Linked DNA regions of Danio rerio: region 2 is linked to region 1. Evidence: chromatin contacts called from public Hi-C data. All regions are on one chromosome and are shown on one strand. Each heading gives the region's core, a stretch centred on a gene start, on an enhancer-like site or on the middle of the called end of the contact. The rest is flanking DNA. Distances are from core to core; before and after follow the strand shown. Region 1 overlaps cnn2 (calponin 2). Region 2 overlaps crtc1a (CREB regulated transcription coactivator 1a).

The links. Hi-C and Micro-C count contacts between places; a contact is called where the count stands out from the background.
Region 2: a contact with region 1 is called in a Hi-C map of an unstated tissue, with 3 times the contacts expected there. The contact joins two enhancer-like sites. A contact is called at or near these places in 2 of 18 Hi-C or Micro-C datasets (caudal fin and an unstated tissue).

Annotation. Positions count from the first base shown.
Region 1 is chr2:27,879,111-27,882,307 of GRCz12tu, forward strand. It overlaps cnn2 (calponin 2), which reads right to left. Exons shown (of 7, transcript NM_213349.1): 7 at 1-1,343. The coding sequence ends at 1,071. Among named protein-coding and RNA genes, the nearest start is that of cnn2, 4.3 kb to the right of the region's middle. Within about 2 kb of position 1,376, at least 6 of the 62 cell types and tissues checked have an H3K27ac peak or open chromatin away from gene starts, as enhancers often do.
Region 2 is chr2:27,916,850-27,919,875 of GRCz12tu, forward strand. The region is part of intron 10 of crtc1a (CREB regulated transcription coactivator 1a); the gene reads right to left. Among named protein-coding and RNA genes, the nearest start is that of crtc1a, 16 kb to the right of the region's middle. Within about 2 kb of position 1,777, at least 4 of the 62 cell types and tissues checked have an H3K27ac peak or open chromatin away from gene starts, as enhancers often do.

The DNA.
Region 1 (3,197 bases), core at 126-2,625:
ATAAAATACTGTGGAATGAAAGAAGTGAATCCAGTTCCTAATTTGGAATGTTCAAGGCTCACAATGATATACTTCAATTTCCTTTCAAAATACTAAGATCCAACAAAAACAAGACACGCTCCAGTTCATCTGGCTCTGCAAGCGCTAAAATATTCAACGAGAAATGAAACACTAATACAAAGATGAACTCCTTAAGACTCCTTACAGTCGGCACGTCAGACACTAAAGTGTATTATAAAAACAAACCGCATTCATCCCCCCATATTAAGTGAGGAAGTGTAATGTTTAGAATGGCGAAAGCAGAAATGCTGCTGAAATGATAGATAAGCTGTTCCTTTTTGTGCATGTCAAGAATGTGCTCTCACTTTCCAGCCTAAAAACACAAAAACAAAATACGACTGGGGAAATAAGCTCTTAAATTAACACGACGAACGACTCTACAATGAAAACCTCACTATTTTAACTTTGCATCTTTCAATTGTAACAGCATAAAGTCACCTTCACATGTTCGAGCGACAAAAAGAGAGTGATTTTTAAACCCCTGAGCATGTTCTGTATTCAATCAGTACAAAATCAGGCTCACTTACTAACTCAACAGCAATTTTCTACACAACAGTTTGATTAGAGCAGGAACTAAAATACAATTCATCGTTTGGGATTATGAAAATGCAACTTCACAATAACCCCCGTCACACTTGCGTTTCAGCATTCGAAACAAATTTAAAAAAAATACTATGAACAACTACGCAAATACTAAATATTATTATAGTGGTTGTGCAATTAAATGAATGTCACTTGAACCATATAAAAATACAAGAAATATCAATACACATAACACTACACACATATGTTTTGTGGCACTCTGATTTCAGGTCAACAAAACATATGGTTTATAAAAATTTAAAACAACGCTATATTTATAACATAAGTGATATGTTTTATATTGGTTACTTTCATCACTATCCGGCAGATGGCACGCTTACTGTGATGTGTAATGGCATGTTTTGGGTCTTTTTGTTTGAGGAAGTATCAACTTCCCTTTAGCTTCTTTTATTCAGACTTGTTTGGATTTAGTAATCTTGGCCGTCGTCCTGATAGCCCTGGTAACCCTCGTCTTGGTAATCTGTGTACTGACCATCGTTTCCTTCTCCAGCTGCAACAGCGCCACCTTTAGGACAGTATTTGGCATCGTAGATCTGACGGCCAAGACCGAAGTTTTGCCCGCTCTGGTTGGCACCTTGAGAATATCCCATTTGCAAAGACATGGTGGAGTTGTCACACTTGTCTGTGCCAGTTTTCTGGTCGTAGATGGCACGGCGAGTGCCTGGAGCTGTCATACCAGCCTAGAAGAAACACATCAGAGATTTTTTACAATTATAGTACTTGTTTAATCAATTAAATTGTTGTTTTTACTTTTTGGTTTAATGCAACTCAATTCAAAAAGCTTTATTGTCTGCCCCACACTTTAGACAGGTTCACACACAACAAGCAAACATAAATGTACTTACACAGTTTTTTAAAATGCTGTTTAAACCAATGGCAGTGGGAATAAATGTCTTCCTGTACTTAGATTTTTTTGCTAAAAGTACTTTATATTATCTGCCAGACGGAAGTAACTTAAAGGACTCATGTAAAGGATGAGAAGAGTCTTCCACAATAGTGGAGGTTTTTCTTTTTGTCTCTGCTATAAATAAATCAGTGAGGGTTTTTTTGCTCTCACCAATTATTTTACTTGCTACATTTGCTAATCTTAAAAGTTTATTTTTGATTTTAACAGAGACAGAGTTCAACCAGGCTACAATATTAAATGTAAAAACAGACTCAAGTGATTTTTATACGACAATCGAAATGTTCATCCCACTATTAACACTTTTCAGTTTTCTCAACAAACTCAACCACTGTTGAGCCTTTTTCAAAACATTCTCTGAGAGTTTATCAAAAGACAATTGAAAGTCAAACTCCAAACCTAAATATATAAAAAACCTCACCTGCTTAACTTCCTCCCCATTAGTTAGCAAAGGATTACAAAATGTGCGTATTTTATTTGTCCCACAACACATTTCTTTCGTCTTACTAATGTTAAGCTGCTAAGAATTCTCTGTTGTCCAACTTGTGGTGAATTTCACAAAATTTAAAGAACTATTCAATAACTGAATATCCTTTACACATCCCACCAATGCCATAACATCAGCATACTTAATACTGTACGTGTCAGATTTTCATTGTCACAAGTTATATAATTTATATAAATATGAAATAAAATTGAGGAAGGTCAGCATTTAACACCACAATTTATGATGAATATTAGTTGTTTTATTTTTTGTTTATTATTATTTATTAGTTGTTTTATTTTGTAACTTGTTTTAATATATGTGTGTGTACCTTGTATTCCTTACATTGTGGGGATTAAATATACCAACAAGCCTATCAATACCAGTAAAATTTGGCCTTGGAGACTTTTTTTTGGTCACTATGAGGGAAAATGGCTTGAAAATCATGCAGAATTAAGTGTTTTGAAAACGCAAAACAAAATGCAGAATTATTCCTGTGAGGATGGGGTTATAATTTATTATGTCTATGGGAATTAACCATAGAGATAACTATACAACTGTGTGTGTCTGTGTGTAGCTTTTTTTTTTAGTTTGTTTTATTTCAGTTCACCTACCAAAACTTTGGTTACATTATTATTTTTACATTTTTCATCTTTCATCTAATATTTTTGTTATATTTCAGTTATCTAAAACCATTTTTTACATACAAAACATTAAACTCATACTATTTCAGATAATCGCCAAGGAAATGTTTCACATTTTCATTTAGTTTAACTTTATTTAATAAAAGAAGTCAAATTAAAACGATAATAGTAAAATTGATTTGAAAAAGGATGGTATAAAAATAAAAAAGTCCCCACAATATCTCAATGATACCAAAATAACACAGATTTAAAGTCAAGCAGCAAACTGAAGCTCCAAAGTTACCAGGGCCGGAGTGGGACTCATTTTCAGCTCTGGAGTTTCAAGCATTAGACCGGCCCACCTCAGTTCACAACTGACTATATTAAAATAAGGTTATTTCCAATTCAGTTTCTAATGACACTATCACATATTTTTCAAGAAAACAGCTGCTTTAGAACTTCAAATGTTCAACAACTTTACAGTTTTATATGTCTTAACAATAAAAATGAAAAAAAAATAAAT
Region 2 (3,026 bases), core at 527-3,026, 38 kb after region 1:
TTTGATTTAGAAATTGAAACACAGGCTTGTAGATGTTTTAAATAGTTTGTTTGTCAATGTGTAATTCATGATTTGTTGTCTGTTGGACCCATGTGAGATGTATACTGCCTAATTTTGGCCAGGACGCTCTTGTAAGAGATTTTTTTTTTTTTTTATAATTATTTTTTCGTGGTTTTTCGGGGTTTTTCACCCCGGACAGTAGAGAGTATCGACAGGAAAGCATGGGGAGCAGAGAGAGTGGAAGGATCGGCATAGGACCGCGAGGCGGAATCGAACCCGGGTCGCCGGGAGCACCGGAGTGCATGTGTCGACACACCAACCACTACACCACCGGCGCCGACTCTTGTAAGAGATTTTTAATCTCGATGTGTCTTTCCTGGTCAAATAATAATAATAATATTAATAATAACTACTTAGTTCGTCCACAAGATGTCAGCCCTGAACCAGGCTATTGTTTGTTTCACAGTCAGAAAAGAAACTAAGACATGACAACAAGAATAGTGAAGACAACAATAATGAAAATCAGCAGCATTTTTTCCTCATGCAGACCACTTTTTTTTCTGTTGACATCTCAAAAATGCCAAAAGCATAGCGAGGTGCTTCTGAGCACAAATTTTATGATGGACAAGTGCACCTAAACAATCTCCAGACATGTAATTTGTCAAGTGTCGTATTTTCCCAGTGGAAGTGAATATGATCATATTTATGCAAACTAATGACTGAATTTTGAAGCTGTTTTTTAATTATTTTTGTATATATCTAACACAATGTCACAACAATACATAACTTTTTGTTTTAGTGGCTATTTTGTAATAATTCATAAGATCTATTTCAAACAATTTAGTACGATTTGCTCATCACCCAATGACTGTTGGATTTAGGGGTGAGGTATGGTGCCTCGCTTCCTCTTTAAAATCGTACAATTGAACAAATTTGTACGAATTAAGCACTTAACTGACAAAACGTAAATTCCTTACGTTTTCTCATGAGATCAGGCTGATATATCAGTTCATCCAGTGGTATAATTAATAGATAAATTTAGCACTGGTTTCACTACAAACTTAATCAATACCCAACCCTAAATTTGAATGTGCAAAACTGTTTAGTAATCTGTTTTTACTCATGAACAAAAACCTACAGTATATAAATCTGTTCAGCATTACATGTTTCAGCCTTTTCAGAACATATGGAATAAACTACCTACATAATATGGACATTTTTTATCTTATCATTATGATTGATGTGGACGAACAGACTTTCGATGATGTCACAGAAATCTCTCATATCTGATTACAAACATCTTCATTTGAAGTGCTCTGAAGAAAAGATGAGAACAATATGAAGGCGAGTAAATGATGAAAACATTCATTTAGGGGTGAACAAACCTATTCATCTTTCAAAGGAGCATCGTTTCACGTCATACTACCACAACCAGCAACTCGGCTCAAAACGCACAATATGCACATGATCCAGTGAAAGGATGTGTAACAGCAATGAGTACGGCATACAGTACATTTAAACTGGCCTGCATCGCTCCTCAGCATGATACACACAGAGAACGACTACGTGGTGCTCAGACACACAGCGAAGCAGCCAGGGGTCAGAGAGAGAGAGAGACTGGGGGGGACACGACTAGACTGGGACACACAGAGCGGGCTAAAGGGACAGGCTCCAGATCGGCTCCAAACAAAACAAACTACAGGGAGGAAGCAGCGGCTGCTGGATTCGCCCTTACTTGAGGCGAGCCCCCTGGAGAGAAGCCTTGATTGGAGACCGGAGAGGTTGGAGACTGATTGGCCGAAGACCCCACCCTACAGCGGTACTGCTGGAGGGAAGCAGCCTACATGGGACAACACCAAGTTAGACCAACAGAGCCCCTGTAGGGGACCTCGGACTCCTGCGTCTCTCAGGTTAGTCAAGGAACAGATTACTACAGTGTCTCTGATTACTCTGCCATATAAACTGTGCAGCTGTGCAGGATGACTGTGCTGTTATTATTAGACTGCTGACTCTTTATAAAAAGAAATATATGTATTGTATATATGTATTTGTTGATCATCTTTTTTCTAGAAAGTATTGGTAACTCTTCATTAGGGTAATGTGAAGATGTTGGAGGTGTTTAAAACTGAACAAGCAGGGAATTTAAAAAGGAAAGAGTTTTTTATTTACACTACCAGTCAAAAGTCTGGACTTTGAATTGTGTTTTAGATAATATAATTATTAATTATTATTATTATTATTATTTTGATCTAAATTTAATATGCAGCATTTCTGCTGAATGATTTTGGTGTTTTTAAATTAACAAATCTTACTGACTCCATACACCACATCACAAAAGTCTTGTCGCCTATCCAGGTTTTAGAAAGAACAAATAATAACTTGACTTCTACTTGATCATTTGGTATCAAAAGTGGTTTATAGGAAAGGCAAAGCCTCTAGATTACACTTATTTTACCAAAATAAAATATGAACATGTCTTGATTAAGAATTTTTAATTAGAACAGTAAGGTTTGACTTTGCTTAGACAAAAGTGTTGTCACTTAACAAAAATAATGTACAGTGTAAAATATAAAGTCATGGTGCAGTGGAAAAATAATTAATATTGTGTATGACTTGGAGGACTGCATCTTTACATCTCTGCAATGACTCAAATAACTCATTAATAAAATCATCTGGAATGGCAAAGAAAGCATTCTTGCAGGACTCCCAGAGTTCATCAAGATTCTTTGTGTTTATCTTCAATGCCTCCTCCTTCATCTTACCCCAGACATGCTCAATAATGTTCATGTCCGGTGACTGGGTTGGCCAATTTTGGAGCACCTTGACCTTCTTTGCTTTCAGAAACTTGGATGTGGAGGCTAGAATGAGAAGGAGTGCTATCCTGCTGAAGAATTTGCCCTCCAAACCATGCTTTTTCCTTCACCAAACTTGACTGATTTCTGTAAGAATATTGGGTCCATGTGGGTTCCAATAGGTCTTCTGCAGTATTTGTGATGATTGGGATGCAGCTCAACAGACGATTGATC